Regions from separate parts of the Mus musculus genome. Here all the other regions are linked to region 1. Evidence: chromatin contacts called from public Hi-C and promoter capture Hi-C data. All regions are on one chromosome and are shown on one strand. Each heading gives the region's core, a stretch centred on a gene start, on an enhancer-like site or on the middle of the called end of the contact. The rest is flanking DNA. Distances are from core to core; before and after follow the strand shown.

Region 1 (3,263 bases), core at 281-2,780:
GAAACGCCCGGACCGCGAAGACTGCAGCCTGACTCCCCCTGGAATGCTCAGCGTGCTTTCCGGCCCTCTGGGCTGCTAAACCCAGGACCGCTCCCGCCCGGCCCTCCTCCAGACCCCCGCGCCCTATTACCCGTCGAGTCTTGAGCTTCTGCTGCGGCGCGGGTCCACGCACGTTCCCGGCCTTCAGCACCGCCTGCGCCCGCGGCTGCTGGGCTGGCGCCAGTTTTTCGGGGTTGACATTCTCTTGGTCTTCCTGATGCAGCGAGAGCAGGGCTGAGCCCGCATCGCGACCCGAATGCCTCGAGGTGCCCGGCATCGCGGCTCCGGTCCGGTTCTGTCGGCGGCAGAGCGTGCACAGCGCCCGCCGCTCCGGAGCAGCGCGGGACCCTGGCGGCCGACCCGCGGAGCAGAGGCTGCAGGCGGGAGGAGCGTAGAGCCCAGGAGCCGCGAGCTGCGCGCCGCCCGCCGGCTGCTGGTCTTGTAGTTCAAGTAGCCCGCGACTATTGAAATAAACCAATGAGGGCGTCCGGAGTCCGTGACGTCACCAGAAGCGCCGGTCGCCGCGAGCGAAGGCCCGACGGGAATCTTACAGGGCGGGAGCCTGAGGACGCGCCTGCGCAGAGGAGGGCGGGGCGGGCGGCCGCTTTCGGCCGATCTCTGCTGCTCAGTGGATCTGTAGCCTCATAGGATCCTGCCGGAGCCGCTGGGCGGTCCAGACAAGCCCTCGGGGCCTCGAGGTGTCGGCCTTCGCCTCAGCTAAGGGGTGAAGCGCCTTCTCCTGGTCGCTGGGTGGCGCCTAGGCAGGAGCGTATGGATCTGAATGACAAACTGCCCCGTCCTGGGTACACTACTCCTTTCTCTTTCTCTGTGATGCTGCCATACAACATAGGGAAACGCTGGAACTTTTACTGTTTACTATTGTTTCACCTCTCCTGTATATCATTTGTTTGTTGTTTGATTTTGAGGCAGGGTCTCATAATGCTGTCCCAATTGTCCTGTGACTCACTGATATCCGTTATCAGAGCTCACTGATCTGGGATTAAAGGCGTGTCTCTATGCCCCGCATTCCAGTAAACTACCCCACCCCCACCCCCAATTAAAGATGGGTTAATTTAAAATGCCAACATGAGCTATTGTTGATAACAAGTGGTGTACTACAAGAAATTCAGCTGTCCATTAATTTTGCTAATCCTTGGTTGTGACATCAGACCATGAAGTTCCACTGACCCAAATAGATATTACATTTAGAAATGAAGTGCATTGTGGTACATACCTTTAATCCCAGAGTTTCAGATCTCTGAATTCAAGTTAGTCCAAGTCAGCTATGTAGTGAGATGATGTCTCAAAAGTAGAAAAAAAGTGTTCATAAGAAAACCGGGCAGCCAGGAGGCGATGGCCAAGCCTTTTCCGGGCATCTCAGGAGGCAGAGGCAGGTGGATCTCTTGAGTGCAAGGCCAGCCTGGACTGCAGAGTTAGTTCCAGGTCAGCTACACAAAGAAATCCTGTCTTGAGAAACCCTGTCTCGAAAAACAAAACAAAACAAAAACCACAAAAAAAAAAAAAAAAACCAACCCAAACACACACACACAGAGAAATATATACAAAACCTAAATAAATATATAAAGACACAAGTATATTACCTTAAATGTTCACATTTAATAGTTAAGAATCATACATAAAATATAATAAAATGTAATCATTGTTTTCATAACTACCCTTTGAAAACAAAAGACAGCTTATTTGCTCTTATTTAATAGTATTCTAAAACTTTCAATGCAATATTCCCCTGAAATGAATGACTAAAAGATCTTCTTTTCCCCTCAAGTACACAATAAAAAGGACTTTCATGGGTACTCGTAGGGGGATGCTTAGAGGCCGTCACTCTTCTGATTACATGTGGGACGTCCATCTGAGGTGCCTCGGGTCTGATCAGGCTCTGCTTGCTTCTTCGGCTGTCCTGTTGGCCTACCTTGTTTATCTTTCATGCTGCATCGAAGAAAGAAATCAGTGTGTTCTGGTCGTAGCTGTCGAGAATCTCCAGGAGCATGGGTACTTTGGTTTTTACATTAGTGCCTTTGAACTTAAATTTATCTATAAAAAGATCAGTAATCATACCTACGAAGAAAAATATTATTTCTTGTTATTGATTAGTTCTTTTAACAATGCATGTGGCATTCTCTCACCACCTGAGACTCCATTATTCAACACATACAAGCCTGGAAGAGGTTGGTGTTTTTAAAAACAGATGTGTATGTGGAGAAGGTTTGAAGCAACTTTCAAGACATAAATATTTGATAACCTTCTAACAATGGGTTGCAACTGCTGACCTAGACAAGCCACTGGTCGCGATTCTGAATCTGTGTCGGTGCACCCTGCATCCCAGCGACTGACTGCTGCTGCATCAGGAAGAACGTCTGAACTGAAGCACTTCACCCATGGGCTTACTGGGTGCAGAGGTCTGGGAAATTACTGCACCTTTGAGTTTTCAAGATGTAACACAGAGACAACTCAAGTTGTCTATTATTTATACAAGACCCTTGAAAAAAAGTATATTTTAGGAAGAGAAAAAGAATATACCATTGATACTTTTTATATTGGTCCAATGAGACTGAGTGCTGATATCTGCTAACAAAATGGCAATGCTTTTACAATAAACAGGTGAATACTTGCACTCAGTGGGATTTAAAAAAAAAATAGAAAAAGCTTCGTGTCAGTTTAAATCAGGTTTTATCATGAAGTCAATCAGATTAAGACAATTTGCTGGTAAATGATTTACAAAGGTAAACTTTGGTTTTCAAAGCTGCTTCCTAGATTTTGGAATCACAGATGAGAGACGGTAGATCTGCAACACCATCATGTAAGGATATTTTAAGAGACCCTGTGCTTGCCGAATAGTGAACACTCAGATATCAGTACTGTTCATCTGTGAGAAAGTCTTGGGTGCATAATAAATTCTGTAGGCAGGTTAGTGGATCAGTGTGGGCTGAGGACACCAGTCATGATGGCCCCAGGCCTGCATGTCAGGGAGAGAAGGGCTTAATGAAGGCTTTGCCACTAACTAGGTATGTGAGAGCAATCTTTACTCCCATATTTTATCTAAAGATTATTGAAAATGAAGATAAAATCATCTCCCTTGCAGAGCTGCTGCAACAGTTAAATATCTCAAGAAAGATAGTGCAGTGTGCTGCACACAACAAATCTTAGAGAAGGACTGCTATCCAAGCTTTTGCTTAGTCTTCCCTCCCTCCATCTCTGCCTTCCCT
Region 2 (3,263 bases), core at 225-2,724, 4.5 Mb after region 1:
ATATTAAGCACTGCATAACCAGGCCGCACAATGTTGTTCAATTTTATGGGCTACCAACAGATACCCGGGGTCTGAAGTTTATTTGCACAATCTGCAATATAGATTACCACTACACTGCAAAAGGGCCTCTAACGGCAACTACCTTCCACGTAATTTTCTGAAAGTAAAGTTGTAAAACCTTCAGCACATGCAGGGCAGGGGGCGAGAAGTTCGACGCTTCTAGGTTCGTGCCCCCCCTCACCCCCCCAAGGCGTCTCATTCTGCTAAGGGAAAATACAATAATTTATTTTCAACGGGTATTTGAATACTTATTTTACTATTAGCAGAGAAAGAAGGAGAGGAGGGAAGGAGGGAGAGACTGAGAGAGTCGGAGACAAGAGACACGCCTGCCTCCTGGGCAGATGAGCTCCACCCCCTACACTCAGGGCCAATATCTTTGCCAGTCTTACTTATTAAGGTTTACGTTCTGGTCCGTCCTCATTTTACATACAGTTGTTAATCTTGGAAAGCATCTTGGAGCCCAAACCGACTTTTTAGAAAAAGAATGAAAACGAGTCCGGGGTGGTTGTGAAACCGAGCTCCAGGGCTTGGGACTTGAAACTACGTGTCCCTAGCCCTGACTCTCGGCAGACAAGTCCGGAGAAGGGAAAAAGTAGGCAAGTGTCAAACAGACAACCCAGAATAAGAAGAAAGCTGTCTTAACACTGGGCCAAAAACTTTGGATCGCCACTTTAGCCCTCTTGCCCCGACAAAGCCCAGAAATCAAAACGCTCCGAGGAAAGGTTGAACGCCAACGTGACTAGAGACAACTCTTAACAATTTTGAGAATTTCAGCCCCAGGAAAAGCTGCGAGGAGATACGGATTGGGAAAGGCAAGGAACGCCGAGCGCAGGTCTGTGGGGCGCCACTGAGCCCCCCACGACGCCCGCAGCTGGGGGCGTGCGCGGGGCTGCGGTCCAGGAGCGGGGCCGCGGCGGGGATAGGGTGTCCCGGATCCCCACCCCGACACCCCTCACTCCTCACCGGGGCCGTAGAACTTGCTGCCTTTGGTCACGTCGAAGACTTTCCCATTGACCGCGAGCAGGATGCGCGGCGTGCGCGCCCCGTCGTACTGGCGCAGCTGCTCCAGGCTGAAGTCCCGCTTCTTCATGCGCGGCAGCGTGGCGGCCGGGCTCTCCTCGCCCGCCCCGGGTCCCGAGCACAGACCACGCCGCCCCCAGCGCACCCACAGCCGGTAGGCCCCCAGCAGCACCAGCGCCACCAGCGCCACGTTCAGCAGCATCTCCCCGCCCGTCGCCAGCAGCGCCGCCACCCAACTGCTCCTCGCCGCCGTCGCTCCGGCGCCACCCGGGCTCCCGTCGCCGCCACTCTCCCCGCCGCTCCCCAGGGTGCTTAGCTTTACGTCCCCATCACCCGCCGCCATCACTGCCCGCCAGCGCCTTCCTCCTCCCGCCCCCTGCCCTCCCCAAGCCCGCGGCCCTGCCCACCAGGCGGCGCTCAGCCAATCACGTGAGGGGCTGGGGCGTGGCAGCGCCGGCTGCTTATTGGCTGTTGGCTGGGTAACGTTGTCTGGCTTCGCTCTCGCAGCTCGGGCTCTGGCTGGCAGCGCGCGCGGGCAACGCCCCGCCCACCTCGCCCCACACTTCCCTGCTCTCACAGCCCCAACGCTTTCAGCCTGGGGAGTGTAAGGGAAGGGCGGGGCTGAAGAAAAATAGAGTGTGCGTGGGGCGGGGGGGGGGTGGGCCGAGCCGGCTGTGCGCGTGCGTACTCGCGCGTATGGGCGGAGCGCCGTCAGGGCGCGTGCGCGGGCCCTGGGACGCCACGCGCTGGGCTCTTTTTAGCAACCCCTCCCTGCTGCGCGCGCGTGCGCCCAGAAGCGGCTTCTCTCTGAGACGGCTGGTTCGCGTCTGTGACGACGCACGGCGGAGGCCGCAATAGAGCGTGAGCTGCGGGGCCGCGTGTGAAGCTGGGCTTCGGGCACTAGCCCTAGCAGCGCCGGACACTCGGGTCCCGGCCCACGCTGCTTTTGGGCAGTGCTCCTAACAGGAGTCGGACGCAAGCTCTTCTGCGCTTTGCTCCCCGGCGGTGGGCGTGCGCGGATAAAGCAGCCTGTGGCTCTAGCTCCATAGCCTTGCTCGGGGCCTGCGAGAGTGCTTTCCAGTGTGAATTCCACCCATCTCGCGCCCTCAGCTAGTTTGACAGGCTTCTGTCACTCTGCTTGTGAGGAAGGAAGATGCATCCAGGGAATGGCCAGTTCCTTATAACTTTGAACAACCGGGGGTGGGGGACAGGTATAGACGAATGGTGGCAGCCTAGGGGTGAGCTACCCGGCATAAAGGAGCTGACTCAGAAAGGAGCTGACTCAGGCTTTGGCGTGAACAGTATAGAAAAGTAGGGATGGGCTTTTCTGGCTGCTATTAGTTTTTAGGTAACTGTCTTTAGTGTCAATGGACAGGAGAGCCCTACCCACTAACGGTACTGGTGATCATAACTTCCCTAGAGAGGTTTTAACACTCGAAAGGATGGGAAACCAGCCATTGTACATAAGACTCATCGTGGCTTTTTTTTGGGGGGGGGGGGGGGGAAGGTGCTGAAATTTTTTTCTGTAATGGATTATATATTTAGGTGCTGTGGGCCATAAGGTCTCTCTGTCCCAACTGTTACATAAATAATAGAGAATGAGCATGATAGTGTTTCTATTAAAAATGTACTTAGAGACACCGAAATTTGAATTTGTCATGAAATACCGTCTTTTTGTTTTTGAGACGGTTCAGTGTGTTCCAGATTGGCTTTGCACTTGATATGTAGATGAAGATGGCCATGAACTTGCATACCAGCAAGCACATTCCCTTGCCCATCATTATGACTTTTAAATCACTTAACGTTAAAGTCGGTTCAGCCCCTGAGTAGGTATAGAAACAGCCTGTAAGCTATATTTTGCCAATCCCAGTCTGAGAATTTTTTTTTTTTTGAGTCAGAGCTGTTGTCTTTAATTGAGAATTAGTAAGTGACCATATAATCTTTACACTGCAAGAACGGGAGTAAAGCCAGATTGGCACAGGCCAACCTCAGTAGTCACCAGAAGGGTTAGAAGTCACAGTTCCTGTGGGACTTGCTAACAGAAAATGGAGATGTCAGTGATGGAAACTGGTTTTGGGAAAGAACGGTGGTAGCAATCTCAAGTATCTGTCAGTTGAAATAATGGCAGTAGGAAGAAAGGATCTCGGAGGTTTCATAGTAGGCATCTTTCTGTTCAGAATTGG
Region 3 (3,263 bases), core at 440-2,939, 4.4 Mb after region 1:
AACCCACTGAAAAAAAATGAAAAATGAAAAAGGTGGCGAAATGTCTAGTGTTCGTTTTACTCAAGAGCACTAAAGAATCATTTCGTTGTCTGTAGGTTAGAATCAGGACCGACAAGTGCACTTCTTGTAATGTCGAGGCTGGGTCTTCACTTGAACTTGGCTCCGGATCAGGAGTGCCTATTGGAGCCCACATCGTTACTGGGAAACTTTTCCTGGGTCCTGAGGACCCGCCCTCGTGAAAAGCCTGAAGCGTTTCACCTTAGCGCAAATGGACTTTCTGGTCCTCCTGGTTCCTGAAGATTGTCCTCCTAGTCCCTGGGTCACAGACGTAAGATGCTCCCCAAGCGTAGCAGGTTCATCCTCGCGATCCGCTAGGGCGGGGCTCTCATCAAACCATGCCCGCCGCATTCGGGAAGACTCCACAGGCCGCGGTCGCCCGCAGCGTTTAGGGAATGCCCGCAAGTGGCCACGTCACTTTCCAGGGTGCCCGCCCCCTAACCTGCCTCGCCCTCTACCCGCCCCGCCCCTCACCCTGACTGGCCCTCGCCCTGGTCCTTGGGCACCTGGCCTACTGAACGCTGATTATCTTGGCTCTTGCCTACATCACGCCCCGCCCACTGGCACGCCTTTCCCCTTGCGCGCCCCGCCTCTTGGACGCCTCCGCCTCCGCACGCCCAGCCCATCGGCCCGCCTCAGCCTATAAACGCCCCGCCTACCTGGCCACCCCGCCCATTGGCCCTCCTCGCCCTCTGTACGCCCCGCCCAGTAGCCTTCCTCGCCCTCTGCACGCCCCGCCCCTGGCTGCCTCGCCCTCTGCATGCCCCGCCCTCAGGGACAGTTACCGGCTCAGGCCGCGCGCGCCTCCGCAGCTCGCCAGAGATCCTTCAGACTGGCTGGAGCGCCGCGTTGTCGCCCGCGCCCGCTGAGGGCTCGCGGCTCGGGCGCGCCCGGCGCGAGTGGCGAGCTCCGGCCGTGCGCTGCGACGAGGCCAGGCGGCGGGCGGTTAGCGCTCCGCTCGGCGGGCGGGGAGGACGGGCACGCCGGGCGCTGCACGCCTCGGCGGGCGGGTTCCGCGTCCCAGGACCGAAGCGGGTCGGTGCCCCCGTGTGGAGAGAGGGGCGGCCGGGCTCCCTGGACCCGGACGGCCCCCGGCTGGGCAGGAGGCTGGGGCCAGGGGCCGGCCATGTCCGCTCGCGCCCCGGTGCCCGCCGCTGCCACCCGGGAGGACCCGCCCGCCGTGGCCGGAGACCGGGACGCGCTGTTGGCAGCGACGAGCCGGCGGGCGGAGCAGCCGGCGCCCGGCGAGCGGGAGGGCAAGGAGGCGAGGGAGGAGCGGGCCGCGGCCGCCACCAGCGCGGGTGCGCGGGGAGAGCCGTCGCCGGCGCTCGTGCTGGGACACAGCGTGCCGCAAGCGGCCGTGCCCGTGAGGCCGCTGGCGCTGCACCTGGCGCACAAGGCGCGTGCGCCCGGGGGTCCCTTCGGCGGGGAGGCTCCGCCGCTGCCGCCGCCGCCTCCGCCGCCGCCACCACCACCGCCGCCGCTGCCGCCGCCAGCACCGCGGGACCCACCGGAGGACGCCCGCGAGGACCCAGCGGCAGCCGGCCCGGAGGACAAGCCGCCGCCGCCGCCGCCAAAGGGGAACCCGTGGACCAAGAAGCTGCCGCAGCACCTGTCCACCGTGGGCACCGGCGTGCCGTCGCCCGCTCAGGACTCCCCGGAGGCCGGTGAGTGCGGTCCGCGGGAGGTGTTTGGTTCCTAGGTGTCATTCACCGTGCCGATTTACATAAATGGACATCTAGGAGAGGGAGCGACAGGAAGAGGTGGGACCTCAGGTTCTCCTTGACGGGTAGGGGCACGACGTGGGTGACTGGGCAGCGGGGCTGTGCTGGGCTCGTGCCTTCACGTGTCGGCGTCCTAGACGCGGTGAATACCGTGGAAAAGTTTCCGGGAACTTGACACAGAGTAGAGGCGAGTCGGGACGAGCGGATTTGTAAGTGGAAGTCCGATTGGGCTGGCTCCTGAAGTGAGGTGGTGAAACGAAAGTCTCGAAAAGCTGCTAGGTAGATGTGGCTGTGAAGGCAGCTGGTATTAGGTGTTTTTGCGGTTGTGTGGTTGTGTTTCAGAATGCCTGACACAGGACAGTTGATTCAGAGTCCGGATCGCACAGCTGGTCCCACGGTAGCCTGCGCGTTAGCAATTGGGTTGTGCCTTTGCGTTCGAATGCTGACCCATGCAATATGGCCCTTGGGGCTTTATTTGGGTTGCAGCAACTGCAGTTAGAAAGTAAAATGAAGACTGGCTTGTATTTGGTGGCGTATGCCGATTGATGTAGAGGATTAGGCGTTCGAAGAGAAGTCAAAAAGAAAAAAGTTAGAATGGAAATGCTGAGTAAAACTCTCCTTTTTCTTTTTTTTTCTTTTTTTAATAAAACTGCACTAAAATAACTGAACTTTTCTGTGGGAATTGCGGCTGTTTTGTTGGCAAGTTTTCGCTGGTCTGGGGAGAGTTGGTGGAACAGCCGAAGTTTGAGCATGTTTATGGGGTTGTGAGGGTCAAATGCGGTGAAGGGATCCTGTACAATTGTGATTGTTTTATCTCTCCTGTAGGGGGAGATAAATGTTGAACCAATTTAGTTTCTTAGGTTTTGCACGCAGAACCAATTTAGTTTCTTAGGTTTTGCACGCAGAAATGCTCACTAACTTATTTGCTTTTGTTATTTTGCTTGCTTTTTGAAACACTATCTACTTGTGTAGCCCAGGGGGTTGTGGAATTCTTGATCCTCACGTCACTGTCTTCTTCAAGATACTGGGATTATAGACATTCTGCTCTCCTTATTAATTCTTACTAAATTTTGACACCTTAAGGAAAAACAAAACAAAAGCACTGAGTTTTGCTCTCCATCTTGTATTAGTACAATTCTGGCCTGCTGAAAAGAGCAGTTTACTACCATTGCTAAATAAGTGAAGAGAACATGGTATATCAAGTCTTCTTAAAATTTCGTAGAGAAACCTGTTGATCACTCTGTTACCCCTCCATATCTAGATTTACACAGAGTACTAGGCATTATAATATTTATTGAACTATGAAATATTAATCGAGTTTTTTGTGTGTTTGTTTTTGTTTTGTTTGTTTGTTTGTTTTGTTTGCTTTTCGGTTTTTGGAGACAGGGTTTCTCTTTACAGCCTTGGCTGTCCTGGAACTCACTTTGTAGACCAGGCTGTCCTCGAACTCAGAAATCCACCTGCCTCTGCCTCCCGGGTGCT
Region 4 (3,263 bases), core at 258-2,757, 4.2 Mb after region 1:
AGGTTTTTGTTTTTGATGTGCAATCATTCCTGTGTGTACGTAAATTACGTGTTCATTATAAAGTATCTTCACACAAGCTCCATCCGGCAGGCACGGTGCTTTGTTTTCAAACAGCTTTGAGAAAGTTCTGTACATGAGATCAGCTTTTTTGTTTGTAGATTTTATTTTTATAACGTGAGTTTATGTGAGTATAGGTTTGTGTACATGAGTGCTATGTCGATAGGAGCCAGAAGGTGGCATCAGAGCCCCTGGACGTGGATAACAGGAGGCTAGCTGACAGCATTGAGTACTGATAGGCAAATATGGCTCTCTCCCACAGCAGCTAGGTCTCACTCACTATGTCGGTATCTCCTACCCCTGAGATGTGCACAGTGTCTGAAAAGCATGAAACTTGTGAAGTGATGCCTTGCTTGCAGGATAACGTGTTCATTTAAATATGTGTGGAGGTTGGCCTTAATTGTCTCAAGGATACTGCAGCCAAAGACAAAAAGGTCCTAAATGAGGACCTCACTCAGCATAGAACCTTTTAAAAGTGCCCGCTAGCCTATTCCTCTTATTCCTAACTATAAATTGCCCTTGGAGACACAGGCCCCCACTAAGACGACTCATCTTTGTTGATAGACCCCCTGACCACCCAGGTGCCATCATCTCTGATTTGCTGTCTTTCCAAATGAATCTTTCCTTGCCTCACTTCTTGTCCTGGAATCACTGGCATTTGGGGATAGCAATCTAGACCTGGATTGGAACACTATTAGGAGTTGAGATAAAACACAGACACAGAGAGAACACACTATTGAGGATCTTCAGAAAACAAGTCACTACTTTGGATCTTTTTGCATCTGATTAAAAAATCTCAAAACAATTAGGCTAAAAAGCAAACCCCTGTCGGATTATTTACTAGCAACTAATGTAAAGATCCATACCACTACTCTTTCTTCAAAACATTTTTAGAGGAAAATGACTTAGCCTAGGTCACTCACATATGGCTCAAAATAAATTTGTAAGATTGGTAGCCCAGGTTAGCCTGGAACTCCTTAGAGTCCAAGAATGGACTGACTCAACCCCAGTGCGTCGCTGTGTCCAACCTTTAATATCTGTCCGGGCAGCGGGTTGCTGGGAAAGAAGAAACTAGAACCCAAGGACATGTCCACGCTTGGAAAGCATTTTACCACTTAGGTACATCCCCAGGCTTTTTTTACTTTAGAGTCGGTGTTTTCCCTATACAGTTCATCTTAAAGCACCACACATTAATAGCTGTAAAAAAGGAAAATGGCACAACGGTGTACATGGTGGGCTGGCGGGTTCGGGGCTGTTCTAAGGAAAGTAATGGACTTTTCCCCCTAGTTCTCTTTAGGCCAAACCTACACACTTATTTAAAAGACTTTCTGCGGGAAGCCAAAGCCCTATTATCCTTCAGGTCAAAACGTAACCTATTATTAGCGTCCGCGCTACGGTCAGTCGTACACTGACCGCTTTCCGTCAAACTTAAAACCCACTTCCGGCCTAGAGCGAGGGAAAGCCCCTGCTGCGCATGCGTGTCGGTCTCCGCCTCTAAGAAGTGGAGAGTGTGCTGACGTCACCGCCAGGCTGGCTCGTTCGGAGACCGGCGGGAATTTTTCAAAATGGGAGCTCCGGGGCGCCGCCCAGGCCTCGGGAGGTACCGGGGGTACCTTTCGGTGGCGTTGGCGGCGTCGCCAGCGGCGGCGTAGAGAAGGCGTCCTGATGGGCGCCAAGACCTGCTGGCTTCTCGGAGCGCTGCCTCGGAGGGACTGCGAGAAGGCCGAGCCCCGGGCGCCGGCGGCTCGGGAACATGGCGGCGTGCATCGGGGAGAGGATCGAGGTGAGGCCGGCGGGCGCGGAGCTGAGGGAAGGTCCGATGGAGGCGGACTCTGGTATTCCGGGACCCAGTGAGCTGAGGTGAACCGAGCGCAGTGCTGAGGGGAGGTCCATTGTGGCTCGGCACAAACACACGGGAGACCAGACGGGTTAGCGGGCTGAGGCTGAGGCCCAGTCTGGCTCAGGCGCTCACTGGTGCTCAGTGACACTAGTAAAGCGGGGATGAGGCGGGCAGGCGCGGTGGCGGTGGCGGGGCTGATCGCCGAGGGACAGGCGAAGCGACCCGCCCCCTGGAGCCCCGCCCGGAGGGGAGCGCCTTGTACCCCGCAGGTGTGTCTCCAGCTGCGGGCCCCGCCCGGTCCTGGTCCCTTGGCGTCGGGTCCGCACTCCCGCCTCCAAAGCCGCGCTCCGCTTGCCCCCTCCCCGGGGATGGCGGTTACCGTGGCGGGAGCTGCGGCGGGAACCTGGTGGGCCAGAGGAGGGACCCGAGCTAACCAGCTCATTAGAGTCCTTAGCCTCCATCAGGGAGGGAGCTCAGAAAATCTCTCAGAGCGTCAAGATGCCTTCCACCCCAGACACCTGCATCATCGAGGTGTGGCAGCTGCTTGAACCATGTCTCCTTTTCTCTTTGGCCCATTTCACATCCCATCCCCTACCCAACTTTCTTACTTTCTAGATCTGCGATTCCTCACGTGTAATCCTTAATTTTTTTTTTAAAAGGACTTTAAGGTTGGAAATCTACTCGGTAAAGGATCATTTGCTGGTGTCTACAGAGCTGAGTCCATACACACTGGTTTGGAAGTTGCAATCAAAATGGTAAGAATGTATTAGTTATTGTTTCTTCAGTATTTTTGCAAGGTACTAGAGAGCAATGAAGGCATGCTATTTAAAATGTCCCACTCATTATCTGCTAAAGACTGCACCTTGCCACCCTGCCAAATGTGTGCATTTGTAATAATTGCATAATACATTGCATAACCAAAAGACAGCTGTTAAGTACAGCATCTGAATTTAAGGACATTTAAGAGACTCTTAACCTTGCTTAAGTGAAGTTTTATACTTTACTAGGGTTCAGGAGACCAGTACATTTTGTTGCTATGAATACTTAAGGTAATGAGAAGTCAGCAATTTATAATAATAATATGCTCATTTGTGGCTGTAACGGTCCAAGAATACCATTATGGTCAGCCTGTGATCCCAGTTCTGAAGAGTTGGGAAAAAGAAAATCCTAACTCCAGGGCCAATCTCTGCTATCACATAAATGCACTGGACATACTGGGAATGTACTCTGTTAGGTCGAGGGCAGAGCACAGATAGGAGTAAACTGACTTCAAAGACTATATTAAAAAAAAAAGACTTCTTACAATTATAGGTTGTTGTTTGAGCTTTTGTCTGGGCTTAGGGGTATAGCTAGGTGGTAGAGTGCT
Region 5 (3,263 bases), core at 257-2,756, 4.1 Mb before region 1:
TTTTTGTGAAACAGCAAGTGAGGTTGATAAAAAGCCACCACCAAGTGCAGGGTGGGAGCAATAAGAAGCTATCCACCTCTGCATGTCAGGAAGGGAAGTGAGCATAGGGATGCGTTGGGGGCAGACTGGACTGTCTTCCACCTTGCTTGTGTCATGAGGAGCATCTTCACGTTCACTCGCTGGCTTGGTTGCTATTCTGTCTCCTGCCACGAAGCGACTTGCTGTAATTGCCTGCTCATAAAGGCATTAGCTCATAGCTGGGCGAGCCTCTCTACTTTGTGGTCTGACCCTTCTACCAGCCTGGAACCCACGCCCAACCCATCCAATGCCTCTCCTTCATGCCCTAAACCAAATACCCAGTAGAGTAGTTAAAGCTGGAGGTTAATGAGTACCCAGCTCCCAGTTCTGCTTATATTGCTAAGAGCCACCCAAGTTTTCTATAGTGGGAGAGCTTGGCTTCAAGGTGTCCTCTTCCCAAGAATGTACCAGAACATTTCTAATATCATATTTCAAAAGCCTGGTATGGCTCTCCTCTGCCCATTTCTGACTGTCCTGCTGCCCCAACTCTCACACAGGAGTTCAAGGCCCCACTCCTCTGAACTTCAAAATTCTTCTGCTTTGCATACCCTTGGGGAGAAGGGTCCTAAAATAATCTTTTTCACTTCCCACTTACTCAGTATAGTTGGGTGGTTAATACCAGTAATCTCTACACTTGAGAGGTGGAGGCAGAAAGAGCAGTTCAAAGTCAGCATCAGGTACAGAGCATGTTTGCAGTCAGCCCAGGCTATGTGAGATGCTGTCTTAATAATAATAATAATAATAATAATAATAATAATAATAATAAAGCTAGAATGTACATAATATATGCAGGCCTGTCTAGTTTAGAGAGTTCCAGGAAGGCACCACCGTGCTAGAGCACACAAAGACAAGTATCTCTATTTCAAGATAAGATGAGGGGCAAAGACCCAGAGTCATGCAGCTGCCTCGGTGGGGAGCTGGAACCTGAATCTTGGTCTGGACCATTAAGGCTTCACCAACAAGACCAAAGGCTGGTGTCATTTCTTTGTTCTTTCGTACAAGAGATATATTGCTGAGCACTGCTTTCAGTGCTGGGATCCATAGCCCACACCACCTGTGTCACCTGTGTACCCAGGTAGAGAGTGGTCCACACCTGGAATCCCAGCACTGGAGATCAGGAGGCAGGAGGATCATTCTTAACAATATAGAGAACTTGAGGCCAGCCTGGGCTACATGACAGCCTGTCTCAAAACAGCAACCAAAGGTGGGGGTGGGGTAGAGGTGGGTGGTAGGGGTACCTGGGAGGCATTGCAAGCTGGCCTCCTCAAAGCACCTACCAAACTCAGCTTTCAGCATGCCGCATTGTAGCCACACTGGCCTTGATTAGCAGGAGGCACACTGATGGGAGATTCAGGTGGGGAACTTACCTCCCTTGGCGCCTCCGGCCACCCTGTAGCGTGATTTGGACAGGGATGCTGAAGGGCTGCATGAGGCCAGGAGATGTCTGGATCGGATGCTCCCCGCCTGAGTTGTGCCCTTTTAGAGCGCAGGAGGCTTAAGCATCATCGGAAGTGGAGTCCCAGAGGGAGTTGCCAATTCCCTGCCTAGCCACAGACACCAGGACCCCTGCTGCATCCAGAGCTGGCGGGGTCCTCTAGAAGTTTCCTAGAGAGGTGGGAACTCAGGCAGCCTGGCTGCAAAGCAACGTTCAGGTATAGTTGCTCATGGAGTACCTAGGTGGTTCTGTAGCCAACAACACTCCCCCAGCATTGCCTGGCGCCTGTTCCACCTGACACCTGTGTTTCCTCTGAATTCACCAGGTGCATTGTCATAGAGACCAATAGGACTGTGGAAAGTTCTGAGGCCCCAGGGACTCTGTAATTGGGGACAGACATACCCAATACACAACGTGTAAGAAGAGGAAATGTTCTGTCCCAGACACATTCCCTTCTTTTTTCAAAATATTATGTTTGGGTACAGGCTTAATATAGTAGCCTTTTCTGAATAAAATTGTTCTGAATAAAAGAATAGCTTTACAAACCTGTGAGGTGACTCAGTGGGTAAAAGGTCATCTGGCCAAGCCTGGTGACCTGAGCTCCATGCCCAGACACCAGTGAAGGTGGAAGGTGAAAGAGCCAAGTCTACCAAACTGTCCTTCGAATTCCACACAAGCGCACAAACAGGTCATGCACACACACACCTGGCAATCATAATATTAATTCGTTTAATTTTTAAAATTAGATTTACAGCTGGCACAATAGTTTCCACTCAGAAGGCAAAGGCAAGAGGGTCAGAGCTCAGGGAGGTAGCACTAGGTGCTAAAAAAAAAAGCAGGTCGGCTAAGCCATGGAGGCGAACAAGTAAGCCACACTCCGCCAAGGCCCCTTCCTGTGTCCAGGTCCCTGTCCTGTTTGAGTTCCTGCCCTGGCTTCCCTCGGTGATGAACTGTGGTGTCCAAGTGTATACAGTACAAATAAGCCCTTTCTCCCCAGGTTGTTTTGGGTCATGTTGATTTATCACAGTATATTTGTTAGATTTCTGAAGCAGATTAAAGACACAGGAGGCAGCAAATGTCCAGACTGACCTCAACAGAAAATGGATACTACTTCTTTCAAAACATCGAAGGGTGAACCCTCTCCTGTGGGGAAGAGGTGCTCGCAAGGACGGGAGGAACCTACGGACTTTCTATAGGGAGTGTGGCAGTTGGAGAATAGGACAGAAGTGAGGGGCTACGTGTGAACCTTTCGGTTTGCCCTTTCCTAGTTTTGCCTGCTGCGTCCAGACAGGCTACAGGAGACCAGCTGACCCAGTGAAAGCAGCTTGAGCAGGGCCAGCTGTATAACCTCCTATGAATTCTATTCTTACAACTGAAGAATTCTAACTGTATGCATTTCTTTTCTGCTGCCGTGATAAAGCACCATGACCAAGGCAACTTCTACAAGGAAGTGTTTAACTGGGCTTGCAGCTTCAGAGAGTTAGAGTCCATGATAACACAGTGAAGGAACAATTGAGCACTCGCATCTTGAGCCATATCCACCAGGGAGAGAGAGAGAGAGAGAAAGAGCATATCTCATCATTTGTAATGAATTAATTTGTTCATTTAATGTGTATGACTGTTTTGCCTACATGTTTACAGGCATGAATAGTGCCCGCAGAGGCCAGAAAAGAGAATCAGATCCAGAACTAACTGGCATGTCAGATGGTGTGGCTATGGGTAGTGGGAAGTGAACCTTGGTTCTCTTAAA
Region 6 (3,263 bases), core at 508-3,007, 3.9 Mb before region 1:
CTATATATTATAAAGTAAAATAATATCTCTCCAATTTTTCATTATTGGAACCATAGTACTTATACATTTATCATGTATATATCTATTTGAGGCAGGGTCTTGCTATGTAGCCAGTATGCATCCCTTACTGGCCTGGAACTCACTATGTAGACCAGGCTAATTTCAAACTCACAGAAATCCACCTGCCTCTGCCTCTTGAATTCTGGGATTAAAACTGTGTGCCACAATGCCTGGCTTGGAACCACAGTCCATAATAACCTATCAGTTTTATTTAGTCAAACATGAAAACATGACTGGAAATAGAATTGTTTTGGGGTGCTGATCGGCAGTGAGCACTGATCATGGGGACCACAGTACACAGCACTGAGGCAGGCTGTGTTAGGTGTTGCATACATTGAGAAGTAAGCAACCCCTCCCACAGGTCACTTGGCAGTAATGTGCTCTACATCTTAACCAGACACATCACCTCAGGCACAGCTGTGAATAAGCTTGGCTATGCTCCAGTAAAACACAGCACAAGGTTTCTGACATGGGAGTATCATAGTATTCTTAAAACTGTTTTTGAATCATTTAAAATGTAGTAATACACACACGGTGGCATGTGCCTATAATTCCAGTACAAGGAGGCAGAGGCAGGAGGATTACAACTTGGAGACTAGCCTGGCCTACACAGTGAGACTTTCTCTCAAAAAACCCAAATCCAAACCATCACTGTCAGCTCACAGCACACAGTGTCAAGTGAACGGGAGAGCATTTTCTTACTAGCGTTATTCCTGAACCTATGACAGACAGGTCAATTCCTGCCACCTTAATGGCAGGGAAATGGATGAGAGTTTATTCAACCCACCTAAGGTTACAAGTAGCCACTATGTAGCTAGACCCTAGACACTTCAATTTAAGCACTGCTACCAGGTACAGAGCTACATTACACTTGAGCTTTGGAATGGCAGGACTGGTTTGGGCCTTTGGTTATATAGATCAGGCTATCTAAGGCCTAGAGAAGCAGAGGGACAAATTGTTGCAGTAATTTGGGGTAAGAAAAGACAGTGTTCTGGGCGACACTGATAGAGATGTAGACTAAGAACAGTAGACACGGATTGGGGAGGTATTTACAAATGGGTGCTTCCTTGAATAGTGCTCCACTTGCTTGGTGAATGATTTTCACAGAAATGAAAGAAACTGAAGTCATGATTTTTAAATGCTATCTAAATCTAGCTGGAAAAATGTACTGTCTTTTAATATAAATAGCCATTGTTTAAAATGATGGATCCTATTATTATATCTGATTTGCTGATTAATTCAAAGTGAAGTGCACATTTCTTTTTCAAGTATAAATGTTAGTTGAAGTATTTCTGCTTAAAAAAAAAAAAATTCCGAATTCATCACAATCAAAGGCCAGGGATCTCTCCCAGGTAACTAACTCAAGTTCCAGATTCCTTGCACTCAAGTTCCTTTGGCTCCTGGGGAGCAGCCATCCTTTAGAACCAGAGCGGTTGATGGCCTGAGGCAAGCCTCTTAATTCCCAGTACCTAATTAACTCACTCTCGAAACCCGGCCCACTCCTGCACCAAGCCCCTCCCACTCGCCCGCCCACCTAAGACTCCTCCTACTCTATTCGCGCGCGAAGCACAGCTCCACCCACTCCCCCCGCCTTGCTCCTGGAAGCTCGGTCCACCCTACCGGCCGCTCGCGAAGCTCCACCCACCTCACCCGCCCGCGAAGCTCCGCCCCCTCCTGCCCGTACCCCAACACCTTCCCTTCTTCTGTCGCTTCTCCCTCTCCCTGCCCCTACGGATGCCTTCCATTGGCTAAGACGGCTAAACCGCGCGGGGATGCAGCAGCGCCACACTCTGATTGGCTAATGACTAAGCCGGACCCTTTGTCATTGGTTGATACGAGAAACCAGCAAGAGTGGCTGTGCAGCGGGCGTGCGGCCGCTGCTTTGTTGCCGGAGGGGGCGGCGTTGGAAGTTGCAGGCTTGCGGGGCCGGCGTTCTCAGGGAGAGGAGTCACGCCGCTGTTATCTTTCGTCCGGTAGTCTTCGGCCAGTCCCCGCCAGACAGTAGCCATGAGCGGCGGCGTGTACGGCGGAGGTGAGTGAGCGCAGCGGCGCCTCGGGGCGTGCGGACCGGAACGACCGGCCTGGTCCCTAGTCGCTTCCGTTTCCCTCCGGTCCTCGGCGGGCCCTTCCGGTCTTTGGACGGTGCTTCCGGTCCCCGTATGGGCCACGGCCTCTCCTTCTCTTCGGACCCGGGCCGGCGCGCAATAGGTTTCCGGCTTGTCCCGTCGCTGCTCCGAGATGGCCTCAAGGAAGGGCCTTGGCGCGTCTTACCGGCTGGGCTCTGATGGCAGTCCCTGGCACGCCGGGTCCCTCACTGTACCGGTTCCGCCGCGCGTTGGTCCCGGGCAGCTCGCGGAGGTTCCGGGCCCCCGGGGTTGGCACTGGGTGCGAGTGGCGCCCGGTGTTGCGGCTGCTGCTCTGGGTCCTTCAGCAGCCACTACAGCCTGGACATCGTTCCAGGCGTGCTCGGTCCCCAGATGAGCGGATCCCTGAGGTACAGGCTGCAGTTCTCCTGTCCGGCTGGGCGGGAGCCTTTTCTAGATCGGCGATAACGAAAACAAGGCTTCTAAGTACTGTTTTGTTTAAGAGTAGTTACCTAGTTAGAGACTCTCCTCTAGGGGGGATGTTGACAGGAGATGGTGCTGCCATCCCTCACGTTAACGAAGAAAAAAATATTGGCAAGAGTTAAACAACCAGCTCAAAGTTTAAAGACTCGTTGTAAATTGGGAGCAAATTGCTTCTGGGATGAGGCAGGGGTATTCCTTTCTCTGCCGTGTACAGGTAACACGCACCCATCAAGAGTTAAATAGTATCCTCACACTAACAAATCTATATCTGCATTGAGTCAGTAGATCTGTGCCCACTCATTTTAACTGCTGTGTAGGGTTTTCTGAGAATAAACTATAGTAGTTTCTCTAGGAACGGTAGTCTTTTCCCTGGCAAGAAGTGTGACAGTAATAATTACCGTTAGCTAATATTTATCGGCTTATTGTTTGTCAGCACTGTAAGTGCTTTATACATTAAAACATTCAAGGCATTTAGTCATCCTATCCTATGAGGTAAGTATTAAATACATTTTTCGGATTAAACTGTAGCAGAGAAGTTAGTAAATTACCCATCTCACATAGTGTATTAGTCATTTTTCAGTTGCTGTGATTAAAAAAAAAAAAAAAACCAAGAAACAAAAAAACAAAATCAGCTTC
Region 7 (3,263 bases), core at 505-3,004, 3.8 Mb before region 1:
AAACTTTTACACAATAGACACAGACACAACAGGCAGGAGCTCACCGGTGAAGATATCTACAAAGGCATTAAATTTGGTATTAAAGAGTTACATTAGTTACATAAACATACCATGCTTTATAGCTGCATGAAAATCTTATGCATAATTATATATATATTTAGAAATTATGTTTCTAAGAGCACTTAATGAACTGATAAAATGATCTTAAAACACAATGTAAAATGTTTCACAAGTGCTGTCTTCCAAACCAAGAGTATTTGACTGGAGTTTATGTTTGTTTTCCTGTGTACTGAGGATTAAGCCCAGGGCCTCAGGCATGCTAGGTACTCTACCACTGAGCTATGTCCATGACTCCTGACTTGAAACTAATTATGAAGAAATAAACAAAGCAAAACAAAACAAAACAAAATCCTACCCCAAATTGCCAGTGTGATGACAAAGGAAAAAAGAAACACTGGACGAATGGCAACTATTGCACTAAATGATCCTTCACTGGATCCTGAAGCAAAGAATGGAACTGAATGGAGACAATGAAGCGGAAAGAAAAAAGGGAAGGGATTAGTAGAGCAAGTCCTATTTTTATTTTGGATTATATGCTAAATAATAACACTGTATTCCACAGTGTGACCACAGGGTCATACTTAGTAAGGCAATGTCCTTGGGTCTATGATTGAATTTTGACCTCTGTCCAACAGTGCAGAAAAAGAGCATAAATCCAGGGATCTTGAAAAATGTGACAACTGTCAATGACTGGCTACTATGGGTTAAGGGTATATTTTGACTATTACTCTAATAATGTTTCTGTTGTCCTGGGGAAATGATGGAAAATCAAGTGTATACCTGCAACATTAAAAAAGAAACGGCAATGTGTTCTATGAATGCATAACTGGTTTTACTGTCTTCAAAATATTTTGCCTCTTTTCTGAGTGATAGGTATTCATTTTTTACAAAACACACACACACACACACACACACACACATACTGAAATAATTTCATTAACAAATTTAAGGTTTATGTATCTGAATGTTTTCCCTGCATATATGTGCACCATGTGTGTGCCTGATACCGTCAGAGGTCAAGGAAGGCATCAGATCAAGATAATGGAAGACGAAATCATTTATTCAAGTTTGCCACCCTGATCAAATTACAACTCTGCAAGGTTTTAAAAAGCTAATTTGCAAAGTTAGTGTAATAATATAGAAGAGACTGCTTCCTTCAATTAATCTGCTCTCTACTATTTCTAAAACTCGGCTCCCTGTTGGCAAGTGTCAGTGAAGAGTAAGCTGTCATTCTCACACTCGCAGACGCAGCTTCTGTTGCCGTAGCTACGCTCATCACTTAACATCTGCCGGACAATCTGTGTACAAAGACGCCGAGGGAAGCCTTCCGTTCACAGCTCAGGACTCCTCGGAAACCTCCCTCCCAACCGACCCAGCCCCAGGACACTGCGAGTCCGAGGAAGCACCGAGCAGCGGATGCTCCCACCGCCCGCGGCGACAGAACGCAGGAGGACTAGTGCGCCAGGATAGGCGACTGCAAGGTCACGCTCTCTGCCTCCGCGGTGGCCTGTCTAGAGCTCTGTTGCATCCTGCAAGAAGCGCCCAAAGGCGGAGGCAGTCATTTCTTCTCTCACCACTTACCCCGAGTGAGCAGCGTCCTTGGGATTTACTAGGGAACAAGCTGCCTTCAGGAACGCTGAGGCTCTTCTACAAATACCCACTAGACTGGTCGCAGCCATGTTTCTAATGGAGACCCACAGTGTCGGTGTCCACGAGGTCACTTCCGCTGGCGGCGTGAGGCAAGTGAAGCAAACAGGAACAGGCTTTGCCCTTACTAAACATGGCCGCTCCCACGGCTCTCGCTTCAATCTCCCAAGTCTGCCATAGAGTTTACAGGGCTCTCTTTGGGCGCCCCACCTACAATGTCGTCACTTTTGTCCGCCAGCGCCTGCCTGTGAAGCTCGCAGGAACGGGCCGCTGCCCTCACTCAATATGGCCTCCTCTAGCGTTCGCCCTCACTGGTGGATTGTCCCTCCCGGCTCCCTTAGCCCTCCCCACTTCCTTCCGTGGCCGGTGTAGCCATGGCGGCCATGAGCCTGCTGCAGCGGGCTTCGGTCTCCGCGCTGACAGCGCTGTCTTGCCGCCGCGCTGGTCCTAGACTCGGAGTCGGAAGTTTTCTCACGCGGAGCTTTCCGAAGACTGTCGGTGGGTGGCGGCCTCGGAGACGCGGGTGAGAGGTGGGAGGGCTGTTTCCAGGTGACCTTGGGGACCTCCGAGGGAGAGAGCGGGGACAAAGTCGGCCTGGGGCTCTCGTGTGAAGAGCTGCTGCAGATCGGATGGCCTTGTTTAAGCTCAGCGTTTGCGAAGCGCCTTGCCACGCCATGCTGGGCGCTGCTCCCTCGCTGCCAGGCTAGGCAGGCATGGAGCTGCTGCCCGCGTCTCCAAGGGCAACTGCACACACTTCGTTGTTGAGACAGGGTCTCGGGGATCCGAGGCTGCACTTGTCCCGGCTCCCGAGGGCTGGGATTGCAGGCTTGCACTGCGTCGCTGGGCTCAGGGCAGAATCAGGGTGCGTGGCACCTGCAGCTGGTTCCAACCCGCAGATAGGAAGTTGCTGAGAAGCGCACTGAAGTGAAGGCTGTCATGGTGTTCCTAGGCACGAGTGTAAAAAGGCTCCAGGTGACAGGCCCGTTAGGCACGGTAATAACTGTGTCCGTGGACCTCACAACATCATAGAAGGCCACGAAAATATTTTATGTTTGTTTTTTTTTTTAAAAGACTAGTGCGAGTGAATGTGTAAAGTTGGGTTCAGCCCAGATTGTATCTGCTGTATGTTAATGCAGTCATGCTTTTCATATGACCTGCGGGTCGCGACCCCTTCATAGGGGTCACCTAAGACCGTAGGAAAACACAGATGTTCACATTGTGACCCATAACAGTAGCAAGATTACAGTTATGGAGTAGCAGTGAAAATAATTTTATAGTTGGAGGTCACAACACAAAGAACTGCATTAAAGGGTTGCAGCATTAGGAAGGTTGAGAACCACTGTTCTCTTAGAAAGGAGCCTAAGAGGGGTAAAGAGCTCAGGTCTCAGGACAGTCATAGAGAGGGCCTTGGTTAGAGATATACAATTTGCCTTGTCTAATATAGAGAAAGACACACACACAAATTGCCCTAAAGCCTATTATATTGAGGCAGTATGCATAGGGACCTTCTGGAACATGCTGGAAAGGATCAGTGCATTTAAAATACCCAGCAGGAA

Evidence for each region. Promoter capture Hi-C pulls out the DNA fragments that hold promoters and counts their contacts. Hi-C and Micro-C count contacts between places; a contact is called where the count stands out from the background.
Region 2: a Hi-C map of CD8 T cells shows a contact between it and region 1, with 6 times the contacts expected there. The contact joins the promoter of Pgrmc2 here to the promoter of Ccna2 in region 1. A contact is called at or near these places in 1 of 39 promoter capture datasets (pre-B cells) and 1 of 484 Hi-C or Micro-C datasets (CD8 T cells).
Region 3: a Hi-C map of CD8 T cells shows a contact between it and region 1, with 4 times the contacts expected there. The contact joins the promoter of Larp1b here to the promoter of Ccna2 in region 1. A contact is called at or near these places in 1 of 39 promoter capture datasets (pre-B cells), 1 of 484 Hi-C or Micro-C datasets (CD8 T cells) and 1 of 9 other capture datasets (liver).
Region 4: a contact with region 1 is called in a promoter capture Hi-C map of cranial neural crest. The contact joins the promoter of Plk4 here to the promoter of Ccna2 in region 1. A contact is called at or near these places in 2 of 39 promoter capture datasets (cranial neural crest and pre-B cells) and 1 of 484 Hi-C or Micro-C datasets (embryonic stem cells).
Region 5: a contact with region 1 is called in a Hi-C map of B cells, with 5 read pairs. The contact joins the promoter of Kcnmb3 here to the promoter of Ccna2 in region 1. A contact is called at or near these places in 1 of 39 promoter capture datasets (cranial neural crest) and 1 of 484 Hi-C or Micro-C datasets (B cells).
Region 6: a contact with region 1 is called in a promoter capture Hi-C map of pre-B cells. The contact joins the promoter of Actl6a here to the promoter of Ccna2 in region 1. A contact is called at or near these places in 1 of 39 promoter capture datasets (pre-B cells) and 2 of 484 Hi-C or Micro-C datasets (B cells and natural killer cells).
Region 7: a Hi-C map of neutrophils shows a contact between it and region 1, with 11 times the contacts expected there. The contact joins the promoter of Mrpl47 here to the promoter of Ccna2 in region 1. A contact is called at or near these places in 2 of 39 promoter capture datasets (liver and pre-B cells) and 10 of 484 Hi-C or Micro-C datasets (CD4 T cells, CD8 T cells, liver and 5 more).

What each region holds. Positions count from the first base shown.
Region 1 is chr3:36,571,508-36,574,770 of GRCm38.p6, forward strand. Ccna2 (cyclin A2) reads right to left here and starts at 1,531. Exons shown (of 9, transcript NM_009828.3): 1 at 1,274-1,531; 2 at 131-796. The coding sequence starts at 316. Bbs7 (Bardet-Biedl syndrome 7 (human)) reads right to left here. Exons shown (of 19, transcript NM_027810.3): 19 at 1,636-2,115. The coding sequence ends at 1,982.
Region 2 is chr3:41,081,572-41,084,834 of GRCm38.p6, forward strand. Pgrmc2 (progesterone receptor membrane component 2) reads right to left here and starts at 1,475. Exons shown (of 3, transcript NM_027558.1): 1 at 1,024-1,475. The coding sequence starts at 1,423.
Region 3 is chr3:40,948,961-40,952,223 of GRCm38.p6, forward strand. Larp1b (La ribonucleoprotein domain family, member 1B) reads left to right here and starts at 1,690. Exons shown (of 10, transcript NM_001040399.2): 1 at 1,690-1,724.
Region 4 is chr3:40,798,444-40,801,706 of GRCm38.p6, forward strand. Plk4 (polo like kinase 4) reads left to right here and starts at 1,508. Exons shown (of 16, transcript NM_011495.2): 1 at 1,508-1,840; 2 at 2,557-2,652. The coding sequence starts at 1,811.
Region 5 is chr3:32,490,463-32,493,725 of GRCm38.p6, forward strand. Kcnmb3 (potassium large conductance calcium-activated channel, subfamily M, beta member 3) reads right to left here and starts at 1,507. Exons shown (of 4, transcript NM_001195074.1): 1 at 1,446-1,507. The coding sequence starts at 1,507.
Region 6 is chr3:32,706,789-32,710,051 of GRCm38.p6, forward strand. Actl6a (actin-like 6A) reads left to right here and starts at 1,758. Exons shown (of 14, transcript NM_019673.2): 1 at 1,758-2,092. The coding sequence starts at 2,068.
Region 7 is chr3:32,735,001-32,738,263 of GRCm38.p6, forward strand. It overlaps Mrpl47 (mitochondrial ribosomal protein L47), which reads right to left and starts at 1,755. Exons shown (of 7, transcript NM_029017.2): 1 at 1,642-1,755. The coding sequence starts at 1,739. Ndufb5 (NADH:ubiquinone oxidoreductase subunit B5) reads left to right here and starts at 2,063. Exons shown (of 6, transcript NM_025316.2): 1 at 2,063-2,205. The coding sequence starts at 2,082.